4 separate regions of the Sus scrofa genome follow, and regions 2, 3 and 4 are each linked to region 1. Evidence: chromatin contacts called from public HiChIP or PLAC-seq data. All regions are on one chromosome and are shown on one strand. The core of a region is the stretch at or near the end of the contact, and the rest is flanking DNA. Distances in the headings are between cores, read along the strand shown. Region 1 overlaps CAMKK2 (calcium/calmodulin-dependent protein kinase kinase 2). Region 2 holds the start of ARPC3 (actin related protein 2/3 complex subunit 3). Region 3 overlaps ANAPC7 (anaphase-promoting complex subunit 7). Region 4 overlaps ATP2A2 (ATPase sarcoplasmic/endoplasmic reticulum Ca2+ transporting 2).

Evidence for each region. HiChIP or PLAC-seq counts read pairs in DNA pulled down with a chosen protein or histone mark.
Region 2: an H3K27ac HiChIP or PLAC-seq map of alveolar macrophages shows a contact between it and region 1. The contact joins two enhancer-like sites. A contact is called at or near these places in 1 of 47 Hi-C or Micro-C datasets (embryonic fibroblasts) and 2 of 2 datasets of contacts at active chromatin or transcription factors (alveolar macrophages and skeletal muscle).
Region 3: an H3K27ac HiChIP or PLAC-seq map of alveolar macrophages shows a contact between it and region 1. The contact joins two enhancer-like sites. A contact is called at or near these places in 2 of 2 datasets of contacts at active chromatin or transcription factors (alveolar macrophages and skeletal muscle).
Region 4: a contact with region 1 is called in an H3K27ac HiChIP or PLAC-seq map of alveolar macrophages. The contact joins two enhancer-like sites. A contact is called at or near these places in 2 of 2 datasets of contacts at active chromatin or transcription factors (alveolar macrophages and skeletal muscle).

What each region holds. Positions count from the first base shown.
Region 1 is chr14:31,362,649-31,369,971 of Sscrofa11.1, forward strand. CAMKK2 (calcium/calmodulin-dependent protein kinase kinase 2) reads left to right here. Exons shown (of 16, transcript XM_021073030.1): 16 at 647-3,856. The coding sequence ends at 811. P2RX4 (P2X purinoceptor 4) reads right to left here. Exons shown (of 12, transcript XM_021073038.1): 11 at 6,969-7,064; 12 at 5,894-6,480. The coding sequence ends at 6,454. Among named protein-coding and RNA genes, the nearest start is that of P2RX4, 22 kb to the right of the region's middle. Within about 2 kb of position 2,748, at least 35 of the 83 cell types and tissues checked have an H3K27ac peak or open chromatin away from gene starts, as enhancers often do. A contact at or near this core is called in alveolar macrophages, where this site is marked.
Region 2 is chr14:31,816,298-31,823,620 of Sscrofa11.1, forward strand. It overlaps ARPC3 (actin related protein 2/3 complex subunit 3), which reads right to left and starts at 7,155. Exons shown (of 6, transcript NM_001185135.1): 1 at 7,056-7,155; 2 at 3,475-3,551; 3 at 844-912. The coding sequence starts at 7,155. Within about 2 kb of position 2,599, at least 2 of the 83 cell types and tissues checked have an H3K27ac peak or open chromatin away from gene starts, as enhancers often do. A contact at or near this core is called in alveolar macrophages, where this site is marked.
Region 3 is chr14:31,764,914-31,772,236 of Sscrofa11.1, forward strand. It overlaps ANAPC7 (anaphase-promoting complex subunit 7), which reads right to left. Exons shown (of 14, transcript XM_021072834.1): 7 at 7,118-7,235; 8 at 5,600-5,796; 9 at 2,836-3,060; 10 at 1,458-1,608. Among named protein-coding and RNA genes, the nearest start is that of ANAPC7, 21 kb to the right of the region's middle. Within about 2 kb of position 2,823, at least 3 of the 83 cell types and tissues checked have an H3K27ac peak or open chromatin away from gene starts, as enhancers often do. A contact at or near this core is called in alveolar macrophages, where this site is marked.
Region 4 is chr14:31,711,633-31,718,955 of Sscrofa11.1, forward strand. It overlaps ATP2A2 (ATPase sarcoplasmic/endoplasmic reticulum Ca2+ transporting 2), which reads left to right. Exons shown (of 20, transcript NM_213865.1): 6 at 4,364-4,444; 7 at 6,673-6,758. Among named protein-coding and RNA genes, the nearest start is that of ATP2A2, 40 kb to the left of the region's middle. Within about 2 kb of position 3,864, at least 2 of the 83 cell types and tissues checked have an H3K27ac peak or open chromatin away from gene starts, as enhancers often do. A contact at or near this core is called in alveolar macrophages, where this site is marked.

The DNA.
Region 1 (7,323 bases), core at 1,498-3,997:
TCATATCTCCCATCACGCTGCCTGTGTCTGTCACCCCAGGAGGCTCTAGCTGGGGGCCCTTTAGGATGTGGCCTCTGGGGGGATGTGAAGACCCTACTTCCCACCAACTCCGTCTCTTCTACTCTGATCACACTTTGCCAAGATGAGGGCCCTTCTTTCCTCTGTAGTGTCCCTTGGGCCTGTATGTGGAGGGCAGTTCTGTTGACAACCACTTCCTGAAGGCTGGCTCTGTGCCCGCCCAAGTCAGGTGGTCCTGCTTGCTGCCCCCAAGAAGTTCACTGGGGAACTGAAGACAAGGGTCTGGGTTCCTGCCCTGCAAGAGCTTATTGACTAAAGACTGGGCGTGGAATTGCCAAAACCCCTCAGGAACAGGCCCCAGTGTGGAGCCCACACCTGACCTGTGACAGGTGCCAGTGATTTTAGGTGTTGGGGGATAGGCTGGCATCTATTTTTATAATTCCTTGCTATTTTTGGTACATGATGCTGGTTTCCGTTCACAGAGGGGATATAGCGTCTCCTTTGAAACTTTCACATAAGAAAAAAAGGGGGAGAGAATCTAAAAGATGTAAATAAGATTCAGGTGGTGCAGGACGTCACGTGCCGGCACCGCCCGGGTCTGAACGAGGGTTTTCTGTTCGGTGAGCAGGAAGCAAGGCAGCGAAGACAGCCCTCCGGGCCCCGAGCTGCACCTCGCGGGGGAGGAGGAAGTGCTCTTGTGAAAGGCGGCCCCTGTGAGGGGAGTTGGGGGCCCCCAGCCCCTGGCTCCCGTGCACGCTCACCTCCTTCGCGGCCGGATGAGGCGATGGAGTAGCTGCCGGACCGCGACCTCGCATGTCCCGCACCTCACCTCAGCAGCTGCGCCCTGCGTTTCCATAGCAGCATGTCCTACGGAAACTGAGCACGTGTGTAGAGCCTTGACCGTCATCTCTGGTTGCTGTGTTGTTTTTTCCGTTTGTTTGATTTCTTAACCGTTTTAAAGGGGACAAAAAACACAAAACAACAAAAAAAGACTTGACTCCATGACATCGACCTTGGCCGCTGGCTGGCTGAATGGGCGGGTATGAGGAGTTGCAGACCCAAAGCCACGTGCATTTGGGGACAATTGCTTTTTAAAACGTTTTTATGCCAAAAATCCTTCCTTGTGAACTCAGAATCATGTCAGATATACCAAGTGAATGTGTGTGTGTGTGGGGGGGGTTGAAAATCAGCCCAAACTGACAGAAAACTGGTGGTGCGGTCTGAGACCACACCCACATTTGAAGGGGGGGATGTAACTTGGTGCAGAACTCAAACCCCAAACCGTGGCACCTTCTAGAACCATGGACTCAAGGAGTCAGGACAGGGCTAGCCCTCAGTAAACTGCAGGGAGCTTTGCTGCAACTTACTCCTAAGAAGGACTTTACAAATTTTTTATGAGTAAAGTTGTAGTCAGGAAAGGGCTTGATGCTTAATAGCTTCCCGGAGGGGGATTTTCCGACCCCAGAGGGGCATTCGGTGGTTGTGGGGGGACAGGTCCCCTCTAAAGGTCTGAACGAGTGTTTATGACATCGGCTCAAAGCTGGAATCTTTCTTAGTTGACTGAGGAGCTCTGGTAAGTCTCTTGTTAAATGACAAAAACTTCAGGGTGAAATCCTACACTTCCATGTACATTACATGGCTTAGGAGTAAAAACAAACAAAAAATACGTTCAGTTCTCTAACTAGTCTGAACTCTAGAGCAGTTCAGAAATCATTTCGAGCTTCCAGGATATATCCCACGGCTTCAGGTATGTGAGAGCCAGTGAAAGCTATGCCTGTATATTTAGCAGCTCTGCTTGTTCATAACCCATGTATTCTAGAGACGGCTAAGGTTTTCTTTCCTTCTTAAATACTAGCTGATTGCTGTTAATGAAACACTTATCTAGTTTCTGGAGGGCCAGATTGGAGGTACTTTCCTTCAGCTGAGACGCAAATGACCATTCCTCACAGGCAAAGCTCTGTTGGGATCTCTACGGTAACTTTAGGGCACCCTTTGAGAGATGATGATTGAAACGCAGAGCACTCCTCAGGGCCCCAGGGAACCAGAGCTTGGCACGAGAAGTTCCCTTTTGTGGCCAAAAGTCTGGAAAGAAAAGGTTTACTTTTTTGACTTTCCACTGACGTTGGGAAGTTTGGTTGCAGTTCAAGTATGATTTCTTCCAGAGCTACATGTGGGTGAGCGTGAAGTTCTAGGGGGAAGAAAGTTGGAAGGACTTCGAATAGGGAATTCCCAGTGCTTTGTGGAATCTGGCTTGGGGGAAACAGGGTCTTTCATGGGCTCAGAAGGAGTGCTTTTTTGTAGTTTCTATCTACTCAGTGTTGGTAGGAGGGCTTTTTGCAGAGAGACAGAGAAGCAGACCAGGTGCCTTCCTGCCCAGCACGTTCACAGAGCCCCAGTGTTCTTGGCCTCCCTAGATCTTCCTAAGCTCTTGACTGTGGTTTAGCCAGGCTTCTCTTGCTCTCTCATAAGCAGTACTGAATTAGGGAATGCTGGTTTCCAAGAGCAAAGGTACACCCTCTGCTGCAGGGGCCTCTGGCCTGCTTTCTTTCTGTTTGTAACCTAGCACTTCCTCTTGCCTCTTGGACTTGTTTCAGTTTACAGGCTCCACCCCTACTGGGAGCAAGTGGGGTCTGGTTAGTTTGCAATAAGCACCTTGCAGTGGTTCCTGTCAACCAGTCCCTAGTCTTAGTCCCAGCCTGTCTATGTGGACTCTGGCCCGGCCTGTGCAGTGGCTTGCCCAGGGAGGGCGGGCAGCATGCAAGAGCCTCTGCAGAACTGTGTTTACACAACCGCATCGGGCAACGCCATTTCTCCCACGATGAAACTCTCCGGCTAAGATTACATGGCGTGGAAAGCCAGCGAGCAGGCAGCACCATGAACTGTTGTGGGGGTGGGGGGGCAGGGGGCTATGTTCATTACTTTTTTTTTTAAAATAAGAAACACCAAAGAAAGCTGTGGAAAGGAACTGCCCCACGGAGAAAAGTATAAGCAGGGAGGTGTGTAACATAAAGCATTAGAGCTCCTTGGAGCACAGACTCCTGGGGTTCGTCTCCACTCTTAGAGCACAAACATTGATTTTTTTTCCCCCCAAAGTCAGCTCTGTTAGGAAAGGGCAGAAGCTGTGATGAGCAGCTTTTCCAGGTGAGGATACCCATCCACCTCTTCCATCACTGGCTCATCAATGGGACCAGTTTGATGTAAGCAAGACATGGCCTGCACCTGTGGCCTTGAAGGAAGCACACGTCCTCTACCCATCTTCCTTCTGCCCTGTTCCACTCCCCCATCTAGTCTGCAGCCTGGCCAGTGGCTCCCATAAAGCCTTATCCAGCCCCTCGTTGGCACTTGGGGCCGGAGAGGCTGTCTCCCCACTGGCCTGGGCTTTCCCGTGAGTTAGGGCTCCGTCCTCAAGTCCTTTCAAGGCAAGGAAGCGAATAGCTGTGCATTTAGAGACACAGGCCCGACCTGTCACTCTCACTCATCTTCCAAAGGGGAGCTTCCCATTGCCTGGGGGCGGGAAGAACCAAGACCTCCACTTGCTTCCAAGGTGCTAGGGAAAGTGTCAAGGTCGTCGATTCTCATCTTCTCTCAGCTTTACAGGCCGAGTTTCGCGGGACTGCTGACTTTTCTATTCTGTGACTGATTTCATGCCCGATGCTTCTGTTTTATTCCTGATCCTTTCTACTATGCATTTTCCTTTTATCAGGTGTACAAAGTTAAATACTGTGTATTTATCACTAAAAAGGTACATGAACTTAAGAGAATATTAAGCCTTTGGTGTTTTTCCACAGATGTTTAAGCTTCTCTGTAAACTTGAAATAAACAGCAAAATGGTGCAAAGCCTGGCCCTTTTTGGAATGTTTTCGTTGGTCGTTCCATGAAGTCAGCCCTTTCCAGGTCATCTGGCCTTATGTCTGTTTTCCTTCCTTAGGCTTGACAGCGAGATCAAATGCCCAAGTCAAGGCAGATGCACTCAGTCAACCCCTAATTTAAGCCTGTCATAGTACCCCACTACTGAGAGTGTGGTCCCCAGGTCAGCATCACCTGTGAGTGGGCTGGAAATACAGACTTCTAGGCTCCATCTAAGCAAGCTCCCCAGGTCACTCATCTATACACTGAGGTTTGCAAAGCACTGCTCTGGCAGGCAGGTCATTGCCAGATGGATTCTTCTGGTGGAGACCAAACAAGCGAGCACCTACAGGATGGGTGCTAAAAGGTCACACACAGACCACATCCTGCGGGCAGGCAAGCTTCCTGACCCTTCACCCCATGAGGTAAGTGTTAACCCCATTTATGGATCATCATCTGTAAACAGGCTTGACCAGAGCTCTGAATTGGTCAGCAGGTTCAGTGCTTTGCAGAGCCTTGACAGCTGCCGGTTGTCATGGAGTCTGGAGAGAGGTTCTAGAACCGCTTTTTCCAGACTGCAGGCTAAGGTTTCCCTGCATTCCCAGGTGCGGCTCCAGCCCATGGCATTGCTTTACTGGCTTTGAACTTCGATTCTTTGTTATCAAGGGACAGTAGATGAAGTTTGAAAGATTCCTGTTCCACAACTGCAGGAACACAACATTGAAATACTGGCCCTCCAGGGCTGGGAGCAGGTGTTCCCAGTCAAAGACCCCACTGACTGATGAAAGCCAGAAGAGAGGCACACAGGTGCATCCTGTTGCAGGGTTTTAGGGGTTTCAGAGTCTCTTGGAAGGTCATCCACGGATGCAAAGCTGAAGGAACCCTGCTTAAAAGGCAGCGCCAGAGTGCCAACACGTGGGGGTGCGATGAAACACAAGATGACGCTGGTGAGTTAAATAGTAAGGCCACCTCCACCCCCTGCCTCACCCCATCTGGCCGTGGCATTTCGTCTAAGAAAAAGGGGAGCCAGAAAGTCTCCCGTACTTCAGTAATCAGTACTCCTTAGCCTGCAAGAGAAGCCCTCCCTAAAAATTCCAGCTCCACCTGACCTGTGTGTTCAAGCAGGCATTTTTCAAAAAGGGAGTCTTGAACCTGAACATTTTTTAGAGGGGTTTGGTAAACCTTTTCTTCCCCTCCAAAGCAAGAAAAGCCCATGTATCCCATGGTCATGTATCCCCCCAGAAGCAGAGCAGATTTAAAAATAACCTTCTGGAGTTCCCGTGGTGGCTCAGCTGTTAACGAACCTGACTAGGATCCATGAGAACGTGGGTTTGATCCCTGGCCTCCCTCAGTGGGTTAAGGGTCCAGCCTTGCCTTGAGCTGTGGTGTAGGTCGCAGATACAGCTCAGATCTGGTGTGGCTGTGGCGTAGGCCGGCAGCTGTAGTTCCGATTCAACCCCTAGTCTGGGAACTTCCATATGCTGCCATAGAAAAAAAAAAAAAAGCAAAAAAATAATCTTCCCTTCAGTAGAGGGAAATGAATTCATGTCAGGGTTGGGGGGGGTGGCGGCGAGCTGCTTTCTTTAGGGAGATTCTGAACACCTGACGCAGAATGAAGCAGGTGTGAAGTCAGAGCTGGAAATAGCTTCATTAACATTCTGCTTTTGGTTGGAGGCTTCTGGAAAGCAAATGGGAGGGAGGATAAACCACCTTCACGTCACCTAAAACTGGGTTCCCTGTAGTTCAGAGCCACACTTTTAGATAACACATGAGCACAGGAGAGACAAGTAGTGGTCACCACAGAGAAGAAGTCTTGTATGTACTAGAGGAACACAAGCGCATGAAGATCAAAATGCTTAGACCTTTGAGAGACGGTTAAAGTGGGGGTGGGGCAGTGCCTAAGCTCCTGCAACAGATATTTCAGGAACCTTTTCTGAGCACAGGGAGCTGGGATAACACGCGGATTTACTGGTCAAGGTCGAAAAGAAGCAAGGAAAGTTCTAGCTTGAGCTGTGAAGCCACACAGAGGTTAAGAAAATGATTTGTTTTAATATTTGGTCCTCAATCATCACTATGCCAAGCTTCTCGAAGGGGAAATGCTCCTTCCGCCTCATGACCGGGTGGTTGAAGAGGCTGCTGGGGGAAGAGGAACAGCGGGCAGGTGTTCAGAGGGCACGCCGCCCAGGCGGCCACCTTCCCTTCTAAAGTGTGGGAACTGAGCTGCCAGGCCTCACAGGGGCCTGGAGGTGGGTGCCTCAGAGGAAAGCTGATCCTGGAGAAGGTTCCCCCCCACCCCTGCCACGTCCTGTAGCCACAGCAGTGTCACTGGCCTTGGACCTGGAGCTTGTTCCAGTGACCCCAAACTGAAGGAACAGCTGAGGTGATTGCCCACGGACAAAAGGTGACCCGCTGTGCAGAGTGTTTACTGTGCAAACTGCGTACAAGACATGGGAGCAGCTGGGCAACCCCGCAGTCCTCCTGGAGACTGACTCAGAATCTGGAACTCTCTCTGGGGTGACACGGCAGCTTTTTCTCCCTTCTCGCTGTGCTTTGATGAGGGCCCTGGGGAGCCCACGTGCGGCATGGGCTTCACTGGTCCACCTCACTGCCAAGACCCTGCAGAGAACAATGTGCTTATCGTCAGATGCTGGCGGATACCCGCGCCCCTGCCATGTGCTGCCTGCAGGCAAGCCTGGACTGGCAGCAGGTGAGAGTCCCTGAGGACGTTCCTGTGGCCTGTCACAGCTGGCCCTCTCAGGTATGTCCTCGTGCAGGGGTTTCAGAGCAGGGGACCCAGCCCCCCAAACCCACCCTGCTCTGCGAGGCGATTTCTAGAGTGTGACACAGATCTTGTCACGATATCCATTATCATGACTAACCTGAGGCGTCACTAAGTAAAGCGAGGCTAAATTTTAATTTAGAGTCCATTTGAGAAAGTTATGCAGTAAATCCTAGTACAGATGGTCTAGGAATGGAGCACATGACCAGAGCGGCTGTGATTGGGTTGATGACACACCGGTGCGTGTGAGGGGTTCTCACCACTGGTACAAGAGGCAGAGGAGGTCACGGGCTTGGACCTTCCTCCTGCTGGGAGCTGGGCCTACCTGCTCGTAATCTTCCACATATTTGTATTTCTTCTCCCGATAGTAGTATCTTTTCTTCATGCAGTAGAGGACAATGACGTCACACAGCACTGTCGCCTGAATGTAGCAGAGGGGGAGAAAGGATGAGCCAGGGTGCTTTGGCCCCCGTTGTTCTGTGTGTGCCCCTCCCCATGCAGCCTGGGGTCTTCTGTGGACAGGAAAGTCTTCTCTGTCTCTCAGGAGAAGCCTTGGCCCCCAGCTGTGAGGTCTGGGAGAGAGAAGGTGGAGCGGGTGGGGGTAGGGGAAGGGAACCAAGTCTGGGGTCAAGGGAAAGGACCAGGACGCCAGTGGAGGGTCTCAACGTGCTGTGCTAGCC
Region 2 (7,323 bases), core at 1,349-3,848, 450 kb after region 1:
CTGCACCCATGGCAGATGGAGGTTCCCAGGCTACGGGTCGAATGGGAGCTGTAGCTGCTGGGCTACACCACAGGCACAGCAACGCCGGAGCCAAGCTGCATCTGCAACCTACACCACAGCTCATGGCAACGCCGGATCGAGCGTCCTCATGGATGCTAGTCAGATTCATTTCCATTGAGCCACAACAGGAACTCCTCTTTCTTTTTTTCTTTCTGCTTTTTAGGCCCACACCCACAGCATATGAAGGTTCCCAGGAGAGGGGTCGGATCAGAGTTGTAGCTGCCAGCCTACACTACAGCTCATGGCAACGCCGGATCCCTGAACAACTGAGCGAGGCCAGGGATTGAACTCGAATCCTACGGATACTAGTCGGATTCATTTCCACTCTGCTACAACCAGAACCCCTCTTTCTTCCTTCTTTTCCTTCCTCCCTCCCTTCCTTCTTTCCTGCTTCCTCCTTCCCTCCCTCCTACCCTCTTTCTCTCTCTCTTCTTTCTTTTTTCTTTGGCTACACCTTTGGCAAGTGGAAGTTCCTGGGCCAGGGATTGAACATGCACTGCAGTGACAATGCCAAATCCTTAACCACTAGGCCACCAGGGAACTCCTAAAGGGAATTTTTTGGTCAGGATCTCTGTCTTGGAAAAATATACACAAAGCCTTAAAACCCCACTATCTTATCTTTTTCTTAGTCATCCACACTGTAAGTCTAAAGATCTACAGATTTTCCTCTCAAGGTCCACGTTTAAGTCAGAAGAAATATTTTCTACTTGTCATTAAAGTCTCATTAAGTCTAAATACCCATTAATATGTTTTTCCGACAGACGATCATCCAAGTTGAATTACCTTTTGGAGTTTCTTTAGACACTCAGAAATGTAGAGAGTTATATATATCAAGGTCCTATCAGCTTCATTCTATGGGAGGAAAATAAAACTTAAAAACAGTCCTGATTAAAATGTATGAGCAATAAATGAATTGAATATTTGCCTTTTTCTTTCTTTTTTTTTTTTTTGTCTTTTTTTCTAGGGCCACTCCCGCAGCAGATGGTGGTTCCCAGGCTAGGGGTCTAATCAGAGCTGTAGCTGCTGGCCTATGCCAGAGCTACAGCAACGCCAGATCCGAGCCGCGTCTGTGACCCACACCACAGCTCACGGCAACGCTGGATCCTTAACCCACTGAGCAAGGCCAGGGATCGAACCCGCATGGTTCCTAGTTGGATTCGTTAACCACTGAACCACGAAGGGAACTCCAGTCTTTGTCTTGATTTACCAACTGAAAAATGCAAAAGCATAGTTACCACAGCTTCAACAATTCCCATTCTCAAATGCAATCTTAAAGCCCTCTTTCTGTCCGCTCCTGCAGACACTGCAGTGGCACCCTGAGCTGTGTGGCTGCTCCTGTTTCCCTCAGCTCCAACAGCTCCTCTGTCTGTGTAGGAAGGAGAGTTAACATAGCCACGTGGAAAACCTGAGGCGAACCACACAGCTGGCTCATTTCTAAAAATTCCTTCACTTCAGGATCACTGCTGAGAACAGAAACATTCATGACTCTAAAGGAGGAAGCAATGATTTCACAAGTGACTTGTTCCTGAAGAGCTCCATATGCCCAACCCTTGACCCAACCCAAAGGAAAATGCTGTGAAGACAAATGGATGTTAAATGTGGCATGTACTTCGGGTCAAATTTTATACAGATTTATAGTTTTAAAGGAATAAATGACATATCTCCCTATTTTTAAGATCATACGTTATTTCATCAAGAATGAAATGTGGCAGAATTATAACTATAAACACAACACTTAAGACCATGCACTAGATATAGAAACATCCATAGCATCACAGAATGTTTATTTAAAAATTTTTTTTCTACCCATATAATTAAAAAAAATCTTTTTACATGATCAATTTTTATTTTTTTATAATGATTTTTATTTTTTCCATTGTAGCTGGTTTACAGTATTCTGTCAATTTTCTACTGTATAGCAAGGTGACCCAGTTACACATACATGTATATATTCTTTCTTCTCACATTCTCATGTTCCATCGTAAGTGACTAGACAGAGTTCCTAAGTGACTAGATATAGTTCCACAGAATGTTTAGACTACAGTTTATAGACTGAGAATCTACAAATAAAGCGTTTACACCGTTTGATTCCAAGAGATCAAAGTTTGGCAAGGAGTTGAAGTTCCATATTCTAGAACACTATCAAGAAGATTTATTGGGAGTTCCCGTCGTGGCGCAGTGGTTAACGAATCCGACTAGGAACCATGAGGTTGCGGGTTCAGTCCCTGCCCTTGCTCAGTGGGTTAACGATCCGGCGTTGCCGTGAGCTGTGGTGTAGGTTGCAGACGCGGCTCGGATCCAGCGTTGCTGTGGCTCTGGCGTAGGCCGGTGGCTACAGCTCCGATTCAACCCCTAGCCTGGGAACCTCCATATGCCGCGGGAGTGGCCCAAGAAATAGCAACAACAACAACAACAAAAGACAAAAAGACAAAAAAAAAAAAAAAAAAGAAGAAGATTTATTGACATTCCTTGTAACTTGCTCATAGCAGAAGCTCAGAGAACTTCCCTTTTCCATTTCCCCCATTCCTCTTCTGCCACCTCCCTTCTGCCTTTCCTGCCAGCTCACAAAAACTAAGAGCAGAAGGGAAGAAAGGGTGATTGAGGGAAGAGCCCAAACCACTGAAGTTTCTTTATTTCTCTACCTTAGGTCCAGGACACAGTAGTATATATATATTAAAAAAAACCAAACCACAGCATGTAGAATTTTTGGGTTTTGGACTGGCACACAGTAGGCACTTTATTATTGTTGACTAAATATAAAGCATCTAGATCATAGGTTGGCGAATTTCCTCTGTTTAGGACCAAACAGTTAAGTATTTTATTCTTTGTGGGCCACAGTCTTTGTCACAATTACTCTAATCAGCTGTTGTGGTCTGAAAGCAGCCACAGATGATATATAAATAAATGTGTATTGCTATGTTCCAATAAAACTTTATTTACAAAAAGGAGGACCAGATTTGGCTTTGCCAACCCATGGTGTAGACTGGAGGAAAAACGAGGAACTAATATTCATAAAGAATGAGACACTGGATTTTTATCTTTATCTTTTTTTTTTTTCCATTTTTTTGCTTTTTAGGGGCCACACCCACAACATATGGAGGTTCCCAGGCTAGGGGTCAAACCGGAGCTACAGCCACCAGCCTATGCCACAGCAACGCAGGATCTAAGCCATGTCTGCAACCTACACCATAGCTCAAGGCAACACTGGATGCTCAACCCACTGAGTTAAGGCCAGGAATCAGACCCACAACCTTGTGGTTCCTAGTCAGACTGGTTTCCTCTGCACCACGATGGGAATTCCTGGATTTTTATATTCATGCAATCTCATTTCATTTATTCCTCAGATCAATCTTGACTGCCAGGTAGATATTATCCCCATCAAAAATCTAAAATAGCAAGAGTTCTGTAATTTACCTTAATTTCATAGTTTTTGAAGAAGACATTGGCCTTGAAGTAATAGATAGCTTCATCCACAATATCTGTATCTTTTGCTAAGCAAGACACAAGGGGAGGAAGGCAGAGAACATTAGCCAAATGTAAAAGGTAACATCTAAAAAAGCTTTAAGGAAAAAAATATCCAAGCTTAATGGTCAAGGGTTTTGAATTGAATAAAATGAGGCTACTGAAATATAAAGTCTTTAGAAATAATTTCTAGAGAAATAAGTACATGATTTATTCTTATGGCTTTATTATTTTTATAAAAATGACATATGTTCACTAGAGAAATTAATACAGAGAAAAAACTTAATTGTCACATCAATCTCATTGCCCAGAAATAACTACTATCAACACTGGGTAAGTATCACTCCAGACATCTCTCAATGCATTTATAAAAACAGAGTGAGGAGTTCCTGCTGTGGCACAGTGGGTTAAGAATCCAATTGCAGTGGCTTGGGTCACTATGGAGGTGAGGATTTGATCCCCAGCCTAGCACAGTAGGTTAAAGGATCTGGTGTTGCCAAAGCTGTGGCTTGGATTCTATCCCTGGCTCGGGAACTTCCAAATGTCAAGGGTGTGGCCATTAAAAAAAAAAACAAAAACAAAAAACAGTGAGACACAGTCTAACTTTATTTATTTATTTTTTTGTCTTTTCTAGGGCCGCTCCCACGGCATATGGAGGTTCCCAGGCTAGGGGTCTAATCAGAGCTGTAGCTACCAGCCTATGCCATAGGCACAGCCACCCAGGATCCGAGCCGCGTCTGCAATCTACACCACAGCTCACGGCAATGCCAGTTCCTTTACCCACTGAGCAAGGCCCACAACCTCATGGTTCCTAGTCGGATTCGTTAACCACTGCGCCACGACAGGAACTCTGACAGTCTAACTTTAATAAAATACTCTTCTTTTGTTTGTTTGTTTTGTTTGCTTGGCAGTGCCTGCAGCATGTGGAAGTTCCCAGGCCAGGGATTGAACCCACACCACAGCAGTGACCTGAGCCATAGCAATGACAATGTCAGATCCTTAACCCACTGAGCCACCAGGGAATTCCATAAAATGCTTTAAAAAAAGGTATTCAATATAACTTTATTTGCATTTACATGACCCAGTTTTCAGGAAAAAAACTCTCAACCATCATTTAGGAACACACTGGGATTCACAGACACATCTTTCTTTTTATGAAAATTGTGACTTTAAATACATTTGTACAAGCTGCTCAGGATGGCTAGAGACTGAAAAAAGCCAAAAGTACTGTTGTGACAAAGACAGGTCTCATTACATAATTTCTCTGGCCTTTTTTGGGTTTTCTTTTTCTTTTTTTTTTTAAAGGTCAAAATCCCAGGGTCTTGATATCCAGCAGCTGGTTTCAGCAATGCAGAAATGGTTATTACATTTCTGGCCTGACTGCTATCCCTCTCACCCAGCTGAGATGCAAAGCAATTCTGAAGCTCTGGTACTCTGTAAACCAGTTGTCTTTATCTCTGCTCATTCCCCTGCTGAAGAATTTCCCCACAATTACAACTCTAGACTTGTGTTCCCTGTAATCTACTGTCTTATCTGCAAAAACAAATTTCCTCAGATGATGATTCAACAGTGCTTACAAAAACCAACTAGTTCTAAATGTCACTTTGTGAGGGTGGAGGAAAAGACTAGACTATGGGATTCAGAACCCAGAAGAGCGTTTCTTCTCTGGCATATGAACGAGTATTCCAAAGTATCTGTTGGATGTAAATAATGTGATTAATGCTAACAGTTAGTTAGCCTGTAGCACAGGCTTGTACTTGTCCATTATTCCAATTCAGTTCTAATCCCGCTTCCTGGGAAAGAGTAACAGGCCAATCCTCATCTATAGAAACCATAAAATTCTGTTTTCTTGGCATCCCATTCTGCCTCAAGGGCCCAAGAATTGTAAAGGTGGTAATTAGATTTATTCCATCCTTGATCAATTGCATCTTCTGATATATTCTATGGCTTTTTAATTTTGTTTTCTTTTTTTGGCTGCTCTATGACATACAGAGTTCCTGGGCCAGGGAATCAGATCCAAGCCACTGTTGTGACCTATGCCATGGCTTTGGCAATGCCGGATCTTAACCCAATGTGCCAGACCAGTGATCGAACCTGTGTCCTGGCACTGCAGAGATGCTGCCGATCCTCTTGCACCACAGCTGTAATTCCTACTCTAGGGTATTTCAACAATCTGAAAAGAGAGCTGGGCCAACATTGCACTATAATTCTTTTACATTATTTTTCCTCCTTTTGGTCTGTTTTTTTCCATCTCAGAATCAAGTAAAGACTGTGGTGACTCATCAAATTTATTAAGTTTACTGAGCTTTCAACTGGTGTTGAAAACAAAATTAAATTAAGAAGTCAAGTCAAATAGTCTGGCAGAGGAATTGAAATGGGTCAGGACAAGGTCGGTAACCCAGACCACACTCTTAGAAACCATGAATGGAACTCAGCACAGACCTTTTCTGGGAGCAGGGAAACCGTGTCTAATATAACACAAATTACATTGTTGGCAGAACACCTCAGAATGTGTCAGAAGAGTTTCAGTATCTGAAAAGAATGGAGCTCTCTGAACAGTAAAAAATGGTTCCCCCCCCAAAAAAAAGAGTACCAAGAAAGAAAGCAAAGATATCAAATTCAGAAAAAGAGAAGAAATGAAGAATAGCTGAAGGAAGCAGATGTAGATAAGGAAGAGATTAAAATATGTTTTGTGTTTTTCCAGCTTGATGACAAAGAAAGAATGAGAAAATGGCGTTTAACAGAAGTAGCAGCATTAGACTAGTTCATAAGAATTGATAGGGATGATAGAAAGAGTAGTGAGGAGTTCCCGTCATGGCTCAGTGGAAAGAAATCTCACTGGCATCCATGAGGATGCAGGTTCAATCCCTGGCCTCGCTCAGGTTAAGGGTCTGGCGTTGTCATGAACTGTGGTGTAGGTCGCAGACACGGCTTGGATCTGGCATTGCTGTGGCTGTAGCGTAGGCCAGCAGCTACAGCTCCAATTCAACCCCTGCCTGGGAACCACCATGTGCCACAGATATGCGCCCTAAAAAGAAAAAAAAAAAAAAAAAAAAAAAAAAAACCCACAAAAAAACAAAAAACAACAAAAAAAAGAGTGGTGGGAATTAAGTACATTTTCTCTTTACTCTCAACAAAATATTCTGCAGAAATTGGCAACAATATTACAGTTTCTTACTGAATACAACATATACCCATGAACTTTTAATGTATTTATTTATTTATTTATTTATTTATTTATTTATTTATTTTTAGGCGCACACCTGTGGCCCTAGGGGGTCTAATCAGAGCTGCAGATGCTGGCCAGGGATTGAACCTGCATCCTCATGGATCCTAGTTGGGTTCATTACCACTGATCCAGAAGGGAATTCCCATATACCCATGATCTTAAAAGGTCTAGAGCACAATATCCACAAGCAAATAGAAAATACAAGAGAAACCTTAGACATAATTTCCCTGATTTGATAACGTCATAGGGTTAGTAGGTATTTCATACCAAAATCTGAAAATAATGGTAAAGGGTTTTGACTTACTTTCTCTAGGGGCAGGTCCTTTGAACTGACTCCTGATAGGCAGCAATGCCATGTTTCCAATGAGTTTGGTGTCGGGGTCCATGAGGGAAGAGTGATAAGCCTATAGTGACAAGCCAGGTGAGAATACAAAAGGAGAAAGAGAGCAAATGTTAGTGGGGCTGTCAAGTACACTTCCCCAAGGGGTAAAAAAAAGAGTAATCCACCCCAGATTAACTGGCTCATGAAAACTGACTATTAAATTTTGAGGAATTTTGAAATTATCACAAAT
Region 3 (7,323 bases), core at 1,573-4,072, 400 kb after region 1:
CGACATCCTCGTGCTTACCACGGGACAGATTTGTCAACTCCTAGGTTAGACCCCAGGACCCAAAGTTACCCCGACCTGGGCACTTGACTTCAGCAGCCAAGAGTCTTTGTGCATGCCAAAGCCCCAAAAGTCCAGAGGTTCCAGCATATTTATTTACTTGGCTCCTAAGAAATCTGTTTTTTTTTTTTTTTTTTTTTTTTTAAGGGCCACACCTGTGGCATGCGGAGGTTCCCAGGCTAGGGGTCGTATCAGAGCTGCGGCTGCTGGCCTCTATATACCACAGCCACAGCAACTTAGGATCCTAGCCATGTCTGCAATATACACCGAATCCTTAACCCACTGAGTGAACCCGCATCCTCATGGATACTAGTCAGGTTCTTAACCCATGAGCCACAATGGGAACTCCTGTCCTCTTGGCCTTTGTGACCATCCACCAAGGCCACATGGTGTCCAATCTCTAGCAAATTCCACCTCTAATTAAAGTCTGGTATTTTATTTTCACATGTGCTTCTGGGCTTCCAAAAGGCAGGTGAAACCCATGCGGGAATCCTGCTCCTACTTAGTGTAGCTTGATTTGTAATATCCCTCTTCTCTGAAACCTTCTATACAGCTCTCACCCACACCCAGGGCTCCCCATCCTCTGCACTCCCACCTTGCCTTCTAAAGACTGCTATGAAAGCACTTTTAGCACATGGCATCAATCAGTCTGTGGAGACTGAAAGGTCCCGGAATCACAGCATCCCCAGTGGTTACTGAGATGCCAGTCTCATGAGTGGTGCTCAACTGCTGAACACGTAAATGAATGTGATTACAGTCGATTAAAGACAGGCCTCCACCATAACTTTATAGACACACAGACAACCCTCAAAGAAATCACTTCTGTATTAAGCAGTAAGAATACCACTATTTATTTAGTATTTACTATGTACCAGGCACAGTGCTTGCTAAGAGCTTTACATGGAATAATCATTTAATCCTTATTTAATACCTAATAAGGTAGATATAGACAAGGAAATTTGTTAGTAACTTGTCCAAGATAACAGATAGTAAAGGTAGTATTCTTCAGAGCTTAAGTTCTTAACTACTACAGTAGGTAGAAACATGGGAAAGTACTCACAATACTTTGATTTGAAAAAGCAGAATATAAAATATATACTACATATAACCCTATAAAAATATGTATATGCGTTGGCAAGGCCAGGAAGATGATCTACACAAATGAAAACAGATGTTATAGTGGTGTGGCTGGTTATGAGTGAAATAGTTCTTTAATGTTGTTAGTATACCTTAAGAAAAAATTTTCAGAAGTCATAAATTCACAAACAACTCTTCTACCATACTATTATTACTCTGTTTTCAACTGTGGATACAAAGTGTATTTGCAGAACTCCTGTTACATTGTTCCCTGCCTCCTCTACCCCTCATCAACCTTCCCCCCGGGGAGGCTAAGTGCCTACCTTAGTGCTATACTATACTGGTCCATTGCTTCCTGATACTCATTGACAGCTACAAGGAAATCTCCTAGGATCCGATGCAGGACACAGTCACTCTGATTAGCTAGTGCATTCCTCAACAAAGCAATTCCATCTTCATATTTCTGTTCTCTGCCTGAAAAGAAAAAGACCCTTATTTTCCTACTTACACAATGTTTCGAAATATATTCCCATTGCAAGTCATATATGTAAAACCACAACAGGAGTTCCCATTGTGGCTCAGTGGTTAACGAATCTGACTAGGAACCATGAGGTTGCAGGTTCAATCCCTGGCCTCCCTCAGTGTGTTAAGGATCTGGTGTTGTCGTGAGCTGTGGTGTAGGTCGCAGACGCGGCTCGGATCCCATGTTGCTATGGCTCTGGCATAGGCCAGTGGCTACAGCTCCGATTAGCCCCCTAGCCTGGGAACCTCCATATGCCGCAGGAGTGGCTCAAGAAAAGGCAAAAAGACAAAAAAAAAAAAAAAAAAAAAAAAAACCCACCACAACAATAATGAAATTCTGACATCAGATTGTGACAGATCTGAGATCCCTATTTATAGATGTCAAGAGAACAGTAGCGTGGCAGGGAGTGAGAATGAGCACATTTGAATACCTAATCCATTAGGAAATGTGCAGTTTGAGTTCTGATTTTTATTTATTTATTATTTATTTATTTAGTCAGTCTTTTTAGGGCTGTACCCACGGTATATAGAAGTTGCCACGCTAGGGGCTGAATAGAAGCTGTAGCTGCCAGCCTACACCACAGCCACAGCAAAGAGGGATCTGAGCTGCATCTGTGACCTACACACAGACTCACAACAATCCCGGATCCTTAACCCACTGATCAAGGCTGGGGAATGAAGCCAAGGCCTCATGGATATTACGTTCATTACCACTGTGCTATGACAGGAACTCCAGAGTTCTGATTTTTAAAAATTTATCCTTAACAAAGTTCAAAGAAAGAGTCAAAATGTATTTTATTAGCCAAACTAGCCCAAACTCAGTTCATCATAAATCAGGACTTAGAAAACCAAGGCTAAAAGGGAAATTATAAGGGAACCAAAATAGGTCAAAATAGTTCAAACTGGCTATGACCAGTTATATTTGGCCCAAATTAGTTGAGGACAAAGTGAGGTGAACAGGTACTAGCCAAAGTATAGCTGGTTTGAGCCACTCCACAAAAGTCAGTCCCTGCCAATTCAAGGTCTAAGCTAAATATAAACCAATGCACAGGGGCCCAGACCTACTGCAAAAGCAGTACCTGTTTGATCATCTGTAACCAGCTGGGACTAGGGAATCCCAACTGAAATCAGGTTTTACACAATTAATGAGTTACAGGGAAGTAAACAAGATACACTTACTAAGTAGTTCTGCTTTTTTCACCACAGCCTTAATGTAATCCGGTCTTTGGGTCAGGGCTTTATCTAATAAAGTTTTGGCTTTCTCCTGTGTCACTGGGTCTTCAAGACAAACGGTGGCTAAAAGGGTAAGGGTCTGTGCATTTGCTCCTAGAGTTTTGTAAACATTGTTAGCCATTACCATTGCTTCTCGAATACTGTTGGAGGCTAAGTAACATTCGATGAGACCTGAAAAAATATAACAGAAATTTCAACCACATTACCATTCCAAGACACGATTCCACCCTGACAGCCTTTCAAATTGCAAACTTTCATAGTTTCAAACAAAAAGCAGGCCAGGAGAAATCTCTAATGGTGAGATTAGACCAGAGGGTATGCTGATAGAAGAGCTAAGAAGTGCTCTTTCCCAGAGGACTTGATGGATGTGGAAAAAGCCTGCCGTGTAAAGGCACCTTCAGTTAGCGAAGGAAACAAACATGCATAAAATAAACCAAAGCATGTTGGCAGCACAGCTGAAAGAGTAATAAATGTGACACTACTCATTAATTGAAACTGTGTAAGATGAGGTTTCTAGCAAAACCCAAGGTTTTGCTGCCTCCTAACAAGCTGTTAATTTCCAGGTGAGCTCAGTCACTTTTAGCCCTACATTTAAGGGGGAGGGCTCCTTAAGTACCCAGGGAGCAACCTACAGAGAAAGGAAGACTTTTTGTGTTTCACTGGAAACATAAAAGTTATCTCAAAAGGCATTTGCTGAGAGCTTCCTTAAACTAGATGGAAAGGGCTTAATTAGACGGACCAAAATACACCAAGATCGGCAGCTCCTGCCTCTTTCCATAACCAAAGCAAGATGCTCCAAGGGGACACTTCAAGTAGAGGTCAACTCTCAACTCTTCATGCCAAGAAATGAAGAACAGAGGAAATACTTTCTGGGACAAAGTACTCACAGAAAAACAGCTTAAACTCCAAACTCACACAGTGGCAGATTTTTTTTTTCCTGGTCTGTTTTTTTAGGGCCACACCTGCAGCATACGGAGGTTCCTAGGCTAGGGGTCTAATGGGAGCTACAGCTGTGGCCTACGCCACAGCAACGCAGGATCCAAGCCGTGTCTGCGACCTACATCAGAGCTCACAGCAACGCTGGATCCTTAACCCACTGAGCGAGGCCAGAGATCGAACCCACAACCTCATCGGATTAGTTTCCACTGCACCACGATGGGAACTCCTCCCCGGCAGATTTTCTCTGCATATTCCTCCACCCTAGCGGCATTTATAATGTTTGTGCACACTCTATCATACACTACAGTTACTTAACAAGAAATTACCTCTTAAGGGCAACATGTTGGATTCGGAATATGGCTGTTTGCAACTTCTCACTGAATAGCTTTCCTTTCCTGCTAAAGCCACACTGGAAGTTCAAAGGGAAATGTTAAAACCATACTTCGCTAATCCAGAGCTCCCACCAGTAAAGGAAGCTCTGCTGGAGGCTGCAAGAAGCACCAGAGGACATAACCAAGTCTCCCTGATCCAAATCTCCAAACTGTAGCAAGAGTGAAAGCCTCACTGGCCAACGCCGGTACAACTTTAACCATCCTGTGTCCAAGCCCTCACCGTGGTAACAGGAGTTAATTAGCTGCATTCCCAGGCTCTTGTGAAATAAGCAGATAGGAGTTAGCGTGATAAAAGCAGCTGGAAGGTTATGGAAGCTACAGTTTTGGTATTAAGAATTTAATCTGAAACTAAAAGCTTGGTTTGCTGCAGTTTCTTTCTTCCTTTATTTGGCTGCACTCGTGGCATACACAAGTTCCCCGGCCAGGGATCAAACCTGTGCCACAGCAGCAACCTGATCCATAGCAGTGACACCTCTGAATCCTTAATTCACTGCACCACAAGGGAACTCTGCTGTAATTTCTTTAAGAACAAACCCACAAAAGGTCACAGTTCTCTGGTTATCTAAGCCAATTTTTTTTTTACTCCAACTTCCACATTTCTCAAACTTGAACTCATTTTCCTATTAAGAGCAAACCCTTCCTAGATTGCTATATTTTTCAATTCTTATAAAAATACACTTTGGAAGAATTGCATCTTTTGGGATCTATTTTAACGTCTGTGACTGAAGCTGGCACAGCTTTGAACTCCTAGGGTCAGTTGACATGAACTTAAAATAGTATATAACAAAACAAAGTTTGACTCTGATCATGCCCACCCTGAAGGTCCCATTGAATTGACCAGTTCCTACAACCAACACTGTCATATGTATATGAAGTTACCCTCTAAGTTATTTCTTTCTGACCCAAGGTAAGGCAACTATAAAAAAAGAATCTAAAGATATAACCAAACAATCTAGCACAGCGCCAGCACAGAGAGAGGCACATCAATAAGTGGGCCACATTTAAGAAACAAAATAGAACAAAAAAATCCCCATCCCAACTACACCCTCACCAAAAATCAGAAACAAAGAATGAGAAAAATGGTTTCTCAAACTACGGAACAAAAAGTACAGTTAAAGAGTCCTGAATAAATTTATAATGCCTAATGCAATGCCTCCCAAATGGCTCTGCACATTTGTATTACCCCAAACCCAAATATTGTGACAAACAGTAATGGAGTGACCTGGCATGAGGATTTTTAAAAGTTCCCCCCAGACAACAGACTCCAATGTACAGTGAAGTTTGGGAAATGCAGCCTAACAAAAACTTTCCACCTGAGTGCTGTCACCACACTTAGAGATTCCTATTATTTTTTTTTTAATCTATATTTTTTATCTTACCTTCATAACAATCTAAGCGACAAGGTGCAAGACGTATAGCCTCCCGAAAGTGGATTATTGCTTCTTGGACTCTGCCCATATTTCTAAGTGCTGCTCCCTTAAGTAGCAAAGCCTGAACACTATTACTATTCAGCTGAATCGCCTTGGCTCCTAAATAGAGGGCTCGGGAATAGCGCTTGCTATAGAAGCTATGACACCTGGAGGGGGAAAAAAAAAAAAAAGTTATGAGAAGACCATAAAGAAACTTCATCCAAAAGTAAAAGCAAAGGAAAATCAAAGAAAAGGCCTTACTACAAACCACTTACAACTTTAGCCTAAGATATCAGTGAAAAAAACCGAACAACAATAAAAAAATCTACTAAATATTTACTTTTAAGAGAGAAATCTTCTTTGGGGGGAGGAGGGGTGGTCTTTCTTTGTAGGGTTGGACCCACAGCATATGGAAGTTCCCAGGCTAGGGGTCGAATTGGAGCTGTAGCTGACAACTTACACCACAGCCCCAGCAACACCAGATCTTAGCAATGTCTGCAATCTATGCCACAGCTCACAGCAACGCCAGACCCTTAACCCACTGAGTGAGGCCAGGTATCAAACCCACATCCTTATGGATACTAGCCAAGTTTGTTACCGCTGAGCCACAACATGAACTCCAAGAGAGAAATCTTGATATGGAAGGGAAAAATTACAAAAAAGAATCTGTTGCTCTGGGTATGTTATGACGATATGACATCAGAGAATGAGAGACAGATGAGAAATATTCAGAGAATCTGTAAAGCCAGGTCAATTTCAAAGCAGCACAGCTCCTGGTCTGCTCACTGACAGCTTCCCACAAGCAGGTCCAGTGTTGAGCATAATGCATTCTCAGTTAACACCTATCCCATAAAGCAAGGGTATTATCCTCATTTTCCAAATGAGAAAATAGATCCAGAGAGGTAAATAATACAACCCAAGTCACAGACAGACCATGACTTGAAGCCAAGCCTAATTAACCCTTAAACCAGTGCCTTCAGAGTTCCCACCATGGCAAAGTGGGTTAAGAATCAAATTGCAGGGAGTTCCCATCAAGGCTCAGTGGTTAACGAACCCAACTAGTATCCATGAGGATTCAGGTTCGATCCCTGGCCTCGACCAGTGGGTTAGGATCTGGCATTGACATGAGCTGTGGTGTAGGTCGCAGATGTGGCTTGGATCCCAAGCTGCTGTGGCTATAGTGCAGGCCCACAGCCTCAGCTCTGATTTGACCCCTAGCCTGGGAACCTCCAAATGCCACAGGTGCAGCCCTCAAAAGACCAAAAAAAAAAAAAAAAAAAAAAACTGGACTGCAGTGACTCAAGTTGTTATGCAGCTATGGCATAGGTTCCTAGAGCAGGAACTTCCATATGCTATGGGTAGGGCCATAAAAAACAAAAAACAAAAAAAAAGCCCCCAATGCTTTCAACCTATATTCTGTTTAGGAGGGATCACAATTTCCTAAAGAATCTGAAAAAACTGGGGAGAAAAGGGAATGCATAAACATACCCAGAGACCACCCAAGGTTCTGCATGTTGATCAGAAATATTGAAAAGGCGGCAGCCAAGGTTCTCCACATCTTCCAGCCGCCCTTCTCGTGCCAGGAGGTAGCCATATACATCCATTCCTACAGAGAAAGAGGCTCTTGAAACAAAGCAGCAACGCCTTTTGTATGGAAGCAGCAACCATCATCAGAGCCCACACTGAGGCCCTAG
Region 4 (7,323 bases), core at 2,614-5,113, 350 kb after region 1:
GCCGCAGGAGCGGCCCAAAGAAATAGCAAAAAGACAAAAAATTTTAAAAAAATAAAAAAATAAAATAAAATATGAATTCTTAGAGTTCCCTGATGGTGTAGTATTTAAGGATCTGGCATTGTCACTGCTGTGGCAAAGGTTTGATCCCTGGCCTAGGAACTTCTGCATGCTGTGGGCGTGCCCGCACCCCCCACCCCCTGCCCCCTGCCAAAAAAAAAGGATTCTTGGGGACTCCACCCCAGATGCACTGAACCAGACTCTTAAAAAGCGGGTCCTGAGATTCTGTAGTTTGAAAAAGGCCCTCAGTTCACCTTTTAATTCCTAAATATTTAATTGCCTCCCAATTAGAATGACTGTTACAGGATGGAAGAAAAGTTGAGAAAAACTTGTGGTTAACTTTTAAGAATTTTCCAGTCACTTGTTCCATGAGGATTTTACATTTGATTCATTCCTAAATATTTAACCACTAATTAAATGTATATAATACAATATTTGTACAGCAAAAAGACAGCCTTTATTATTTAAAATAAACTTTTAGGAGAAAAAATAGCTGGTTTCTTTGTAATGCCAGTATAAATATTACTTTTTGTTTTTTGGGTTTTTTTTTTTTTTTTGTCTTTTTAGGGCCACATCCACAGCAAATGGAGGTTCCCAGGCTAGGGGTCTAATCAGAGCCGTAGCTGCCAGCCTATGCTACAGCCACAGCGACTGCAGAATCCGAGCCAAGTCTGCAACCTGCACCACAGCTCACGGCAATGTCAGGTCCTTAACCCACTGAGTGAGGCCAGGGATCAAACCTGCGTCCTTTTTCTTTTCTTTTTAATTTTTGGCCAAAGCATGCAGAAGTTCCTAGGCCAGGGATGGAATCTGAACCGTAACAGTGACAATGCTGGATCCTTAATCCACTAAGCCACCAGGGAACTCCTATAAATATAGTTTTAAATGCTGTATATATAGTATCAATCCCATCTTAAACTAGTAGCTTATATGTTTACTGTGTACCAGGAAAGAATTTTTAATCTCAATATTTACTGCCTAAAAAAAAAAAAAAACCACATTTTTCATTCATTTCCAATCCTCTGAGCTTCACTGAAACACAGCAACGTATATAGCAGGATACTACTGTTGGATCCTTAGTTTTTTGGTTTTTCTATTTGTTTATTTTCAGGTCTTTCTGGGTTTTTTTTGGTTGGCGGGTGGGGGCGCATTGTGGCATGCAGTAGTTCCTTAGCCAGGGATATGACCCAGGCTCTAGCAGGAACACCACCAGATCCTCAGCTCAGCCACCAGAGAACTCCTGGATTCTAAATTTGAATATCAGACTTGCTAGCCTTAATTAAATTGTGGCCAGGTATATGAGAGTATGAGTCTAGGCTTATATATGAAATTGTTTAAAAAGAAGAAAGAGGAGTTCCCATCATGGCACAGGGGAAACGAATCTGATTAGGAGCCATGAGGTTGCAGATTCGATCCCTGGCCTTGCTTAGTGGGTTAAGGATCTGGCGTTGCTGTGAGCTGTTGTGTAGGTCACAGACGCAACTTGGATCCTGCATTGTTGTAGCTGTGGCATTTGACCCCTAGCCTGGGAACCTCTATATGCCATGGGTATGGTCCTAAAAAGCAAAATAAAAAAAGAAAGAGATTCAGTATAAAACGAAACGTTCTCCTTGTAGATTGCTGGTACGTATTGTTAAAGTGATGTGCATAGAGACTGTGGGGACCTCTGTACCATGTTACAAGTTTTCTGTTCCTTTAGTATCATGATAGAAATTGCCTCAGACATCAAAGGAACATTTTTAGATAATTTTTCCATTTAGGGTTCATATGCTCCTCATTGAACTTGTTTTTTTTTTTTTAATTTAATTTAATTTTTTTTTCTTTTTTTTTTTTTTTTTTTGTCTTTTTGTCTTTTCTAGGGCCGCTCCTGTGGCATATGGAGGTTCCCAGGCTGGGGTCTACACCAGAGCCACAGCAACGCCAGATCCGAGCCGCGTCTGCAACCTACACCACAGCTCACAGCAACGCCAGATCCTTAACCCACTGAGCAAGGCCAGGGACCGAACCCGCAGCCTCATGGTTCCTAGTCGGATTCGTTAACCACTGTGCCACGACGGGAACTCTGAACTTGTATTCTTTTCATGTTCAAGGTCATTTGGGATCAAGTTAATTATGAGAGCCAGAACTAATGTAGTAAAAGTTGTTTTTTTTTTGTTTTTTTTTTTGTTTTTTTAAGTTTTAAAATTTCATCTTGCTGCAGTATTTTATCTGTGAAGATCACTGAAGTTTAGGATATGGTTACTTTATTGCAGTGTGAACAGAATTATATTAAAATGAAAGGTTCTTTTTTCTTCACTCATGAATATTGCTGTTTGTTGCATAAGCATTTCCAGCAGGAATTTCACCTTAACTTAATGTGTCCCTGCAGTCAAATGCAAGGATGATCTTTGCCTCTTGAGATTATATATTGACAGTCTCTTTCTCTGCCACCTTGTGACCACATTTCCTGTGTAGATCATTAGTTTGTTGCATGAATTAGAGCTCAAATATCTGACCATTCCCTCCCTGAATTTAAAAGCTCTGAAATACAGAAAAATCAGAACCAAATTGAAGATTGAATTAATGAAATAAAGCTACTTCTTGAACAGTATGGCTGTTTTGCCAGTTTGTATATTACTAGTGATAGCGTTCCACTTCAGTATGGTAGGGTAAGTCTGGTAAATTATTTAAAATATCATATACAGTTCTAGGGGGCACCATGCTTATTTGTCCTAACTTTTAGCTGTCCCTTCATAAGACTTCTAAAGTCAGGGAAAGCTATTGTACACACTTATTTTTACTGTCCAGTTGCTTTGGTGCTGAAGTATACACAGTCAACAAACAGTATTTGAATACCTACAATATGCTGGGCATTTTTCTTAAGATGCATGTGAAACATTGGATTATCTGTTCCTGTGTCTGCATTGTGGCATTTACTTCAGACATATCAAGGAAAGGGGCTGAGATGTGGTCCCTTTAAGAGTTTTTAAAGGAACTCTTCGCCAGAAAAGAAGACTCACTTGTCCTAAAGATCTTCTAGAGGTTATGCAAGAAGTTTATTCATTTATCTGATCATTCACATTTCAAAGTACCAAAGGGTACAGGGTGAAAAGTCTCCTTCCACTCATGCCCTGCTCCCCAGCGTTACCAGTCACACCATCCCAGAGGATTTCCTCTTAGCAGTGGAATTCCATATCCATGATGCTTCACACTCATGTTTTTCCCACTTAATGGACAGTATATCTTAGAGAAAATTTTCACTTTAGTTGGAATAGAGTTGTCTCTTTTCTACTGCTAATAAAAAAACTAACCACATACTGTGAGCCTGTCTATAGTGGAATTTATACGGTGAAAAAATTGTGCTTTGCAATTTTGGTATGTATTGCCAGTTTTTCCTCTAGAGATTTTTTAAGTTTTTTTCTTCATACTCAGCAACATATATAGGGTGGTCAGAAAGTCTGGACACCTAGTTGAATACTAAGTGGTCCATTTCTGTTATATGATATGTTTAGTGACATGTTCAGTTTGCTCTTGTTAGCAGTGTACTAACAGAATTTTCATTAATGTTTGCTCATGCACTTGCCTCTAAGTGATTTGTGCCTCTGGTTTTTGTTGTGTTTTGTTTATTAAATACTAAAATACCCATATCTTATAGTCACCCTGTATAAGATGCCCTGGTTCTATACATGCTTTCAAACTTGATGCATTTTTCTTAATTCCTTTGTCAATTTGATAGTTTAAAAGTGATAATCTCCAGAGTTCTCCTATGACTCAGCAGGTTAAGGATCTGACGTTGTCACTGCTGTGACTTGAGTCACTGCTGTGGTGTAGGTTTGATCCCTGGTTTGACAATTTCTGTGTGCCATGGGTGTGGCTAAAAAAGTGATTTCTCTGTCTGGTTTTATCTTGCCTTTTCCACTATGAGATTAATTGAGCATCGTTTTAAAGAGGCATGTGTTTCCTATTGATAATTTAGCTTTCCCAGTGGAATAAATCATGGCTTGTACAATTCAGTCCCCCTCATCATGCTGTGTGTGTCTGTGTGTGTATGTGTAAATAGAATGTAAATAAAATATGTACTTAGAGCTGTTTGCCCAAGCATCATTATTCTCTTCCTTCTTTTGTAATTCAAGTCTCGTATCTATCCAGCAAAAGACTTTCTATGACCCTGAGGATAAGTTGATTATATTGCTTATTGTATATACTTATGCTGTATATAGGCTGTTTATTTTCTTTAGAAATTGTGTTTGATTTTGAGACAGGTTGATCCTTATGTATGCGGTTGCAAAAGTTGCTTATTTTGGCTGCCTTTTTTCTCCCCAATTAGTTGGTGACAAAGTTCCTGCTGATATAAGATTAACGTCCATCAAATCTACTACTCTAAGAGTTGACCAGTCAATTCTCACAGGTAAATTACTCTGTATTGGAAGGCTATTGTGTGAAGGCTTCTTCAGATTGCACCTAACAATTCAGTGGACTCCTGCCCCACTATCCCGTTACGGTATCCCATCTTCATCCTCTCTGAGATAGTATTTCTTAATGCTTTATTGGCATTTTGCTGATATATGGGGTAAAGCTATGATTTAAAAACAAAATAAAAACAAAATAGGAGTTCCCGTCATGGCGCAGTGGAAACGAATCCGACTAGGAACCATGAGGTTGTGGGTTCAATCCCTGACCTCGCTCAGTGGGTTAAGGATCTGGCGTGGCCATAAGCCTTGTAGGTCGCAGACCCAGCTCGGATCTGGCGCTGCTGTGACTCTGGTGTAGGCCGGCGGCTATAGCTCCGATTAGACCCCTCCCTCGCCTGGGAACCTCCACATGCTGCAGGGGCGGCCCCCAAAAGACAAAAGACAAAAAAATAAGTAAATAAATTTAAAAAAACAGAATTGGTGCTCATTTCAAAAGGCCTATTTGTCTTTTAATTTTATTAAAAGTTAGTTTTGATCTTAAAACACATTTTAAATTTTTTTTAAAAAGTTTACAAATTGCTTCATTAGCAGAGTTTATATTCTTAGGTTGAAGTAATGTTGTTGTCCATTTTGTGGAAAGTGAACTACCTACTTAGTGTTCTTTTTCTAGGCAGGAAAAATAGACTCCTGGAATGCTAATCTCACATCTGATACACTTTTCAATAATCAGATGTGCGATTAACAAAAGTTAGCACCCTCAAATGGTGCATGTTTACACCTAGAGTTTGCACACTCAGATTTGGGATTGTTTGGAATGTTTTCCCGTTTTTGTTTGATAAAGGCACGGTCTAGGGTGGAGGGTTCATATTAACTGGAAGTAAGGTGGTCAGAAGATTAATTTAAACAATGCTAACCTGAATTAAATAGAGAGTAAATGGAAAATTAAGATTATCAAGATTTATCTGATGATTAATTTTGAAAAGCAAATAATGCCACAGCGGTAGGCATGTGAGTAGCTTGAGCTCTGCAGTTTTTATTGTTTCTTTATGAATAGCTTACCTATTGAAATTCCTGTTAGCAGCAACGACCTGGAAGCTGATTAAGCCATGAGATGGCAGGGAAGGAATTGATCAGGTTGTGTGTACGAAATTTTCATATCATGTTAACAGAAATAATTACTGTTTTAAAACTTTCCATAGAGTTTCTTAAATGTTTTTTTTTTTTTTTTTTTTTTTTTTTGTTTAAAAATCACAGATTGAAGAACCAGATTCTTTAGTCAAATATTGAGAGTGAAATTTGCTGCTTGAAATTTAAGCTAACAGTTGGGACTATATATATTTCACATCACTCAACCTGATGTTAACCCTTGAACATCATGGGTGTGAACTGCACAGGTCCACTTATATGTGGATTTTTTTTTTTTTTTTCTTCAGTAGTAGATACTATAGTGCTGCCTATACCAGATGCAGAACTTCAAATACAGGGAAGTTGTGTATATGGAGGGCCAGCTAGCTATAAGTTCTATGCAAGTTTTTGACTATGTAGAAGGCTGGCTTCCCTAACTCCTGCAGTTGTTCAAGGATCAGCTGCATTTCTTAAGTGATGTTAAGTTGCAACCAAATTCATCAAGTCATTGTGAAAGTTCTAAGAAGTAGTCTTTTATACCATGTGATCTTTTTAGTGCAACTCCTTATTGCCGGTGTTTTTGTTTTGTTTTGTTGAAATAAGAATGATCTTATTAGTGTATGCAGATATTTTTAGACCAGTGTTTTCATTTCTCATCTTCAGCATTATTGAACAAAAAGAGGCTTTCCGATGGATGATTCTCAGTATTCATGTGGTGTATCTTGTTTGTTCATTAAAAGTAAATATACTTTCACCTTTTAAAGTATTGGAGTGTGTGTATATGTAAGTATACAACAGATCTACATTCACAATATTAGAGTATAAAATGATACCTGCAAATGAACTAAATTTGAACAGTTACTCAAGAAAATAAAGGTTACTTGACTAGGATTTTACTTCAAAATTAAATACCTTTATTTTGCCTTTTTCCCTCTGAAATTAGTTTTCTATTACTGAATTTTACTAGTTTCTGCCCTTTTGAATGAATTGGGCCTTTTTGTCCTTTTCGGTGAGTGGTGGTATGAGTGGATGAGGGTACTAAGGTTCTAGGTATAGACTGCACACATCTGAACAAACCTTCTCTATCCCAACTGCTTAGGTGAGTCTGTCTCTGTCATCAAGCACACCGACCCTGTCCCTGACCCACGGGCTGTCAACCAAGATAAGAAGAACATGCTCTTTTCTGTAAGTACTTGTCTCCAAATAAAAATACATTTGATAGTCTTCAGAGTTTTAAGTTCTACAGGTTTTTTTTTGTTTGTTTTTTTTCTTTTTCCACTTCATGGTCACCCTCAGCTGTCAGAAAAATTCAGTGATGTGTAATGGCGAAATGTGTGACCTAGATGTCTTTTTTTTTTTTTTGACCACATTCATGACATGCGGAAATTCCCATGTGGCAGTTGCAACCTGCACCACAACTGTGGCAACGCTGGATCCTTTAACCCACTGCCCCGATGGGAGATCAAACCCACATCTCCACAGTGACCCAAACTACTACAGTTGGATTCTTAACCCACTGTGCCACAGAGGGAACTCCCAAACATCTTTAAACTCTTGATCTATAAACACAGAATAGTAGATGTGTTTGGGAAAGGTTTGCTTCAAAAGGGATGTTTATAAAACGATGTGGATGATAGCTGTGTATAGTTCACAATGAAAAGGTATGTGTTTAGAGAGAAAGCAGATGTGGCAAATCATTAATAATTGGTGAGTCTGGGTGAAAAGTAAAACTCGTACCACTAAAGTTTTT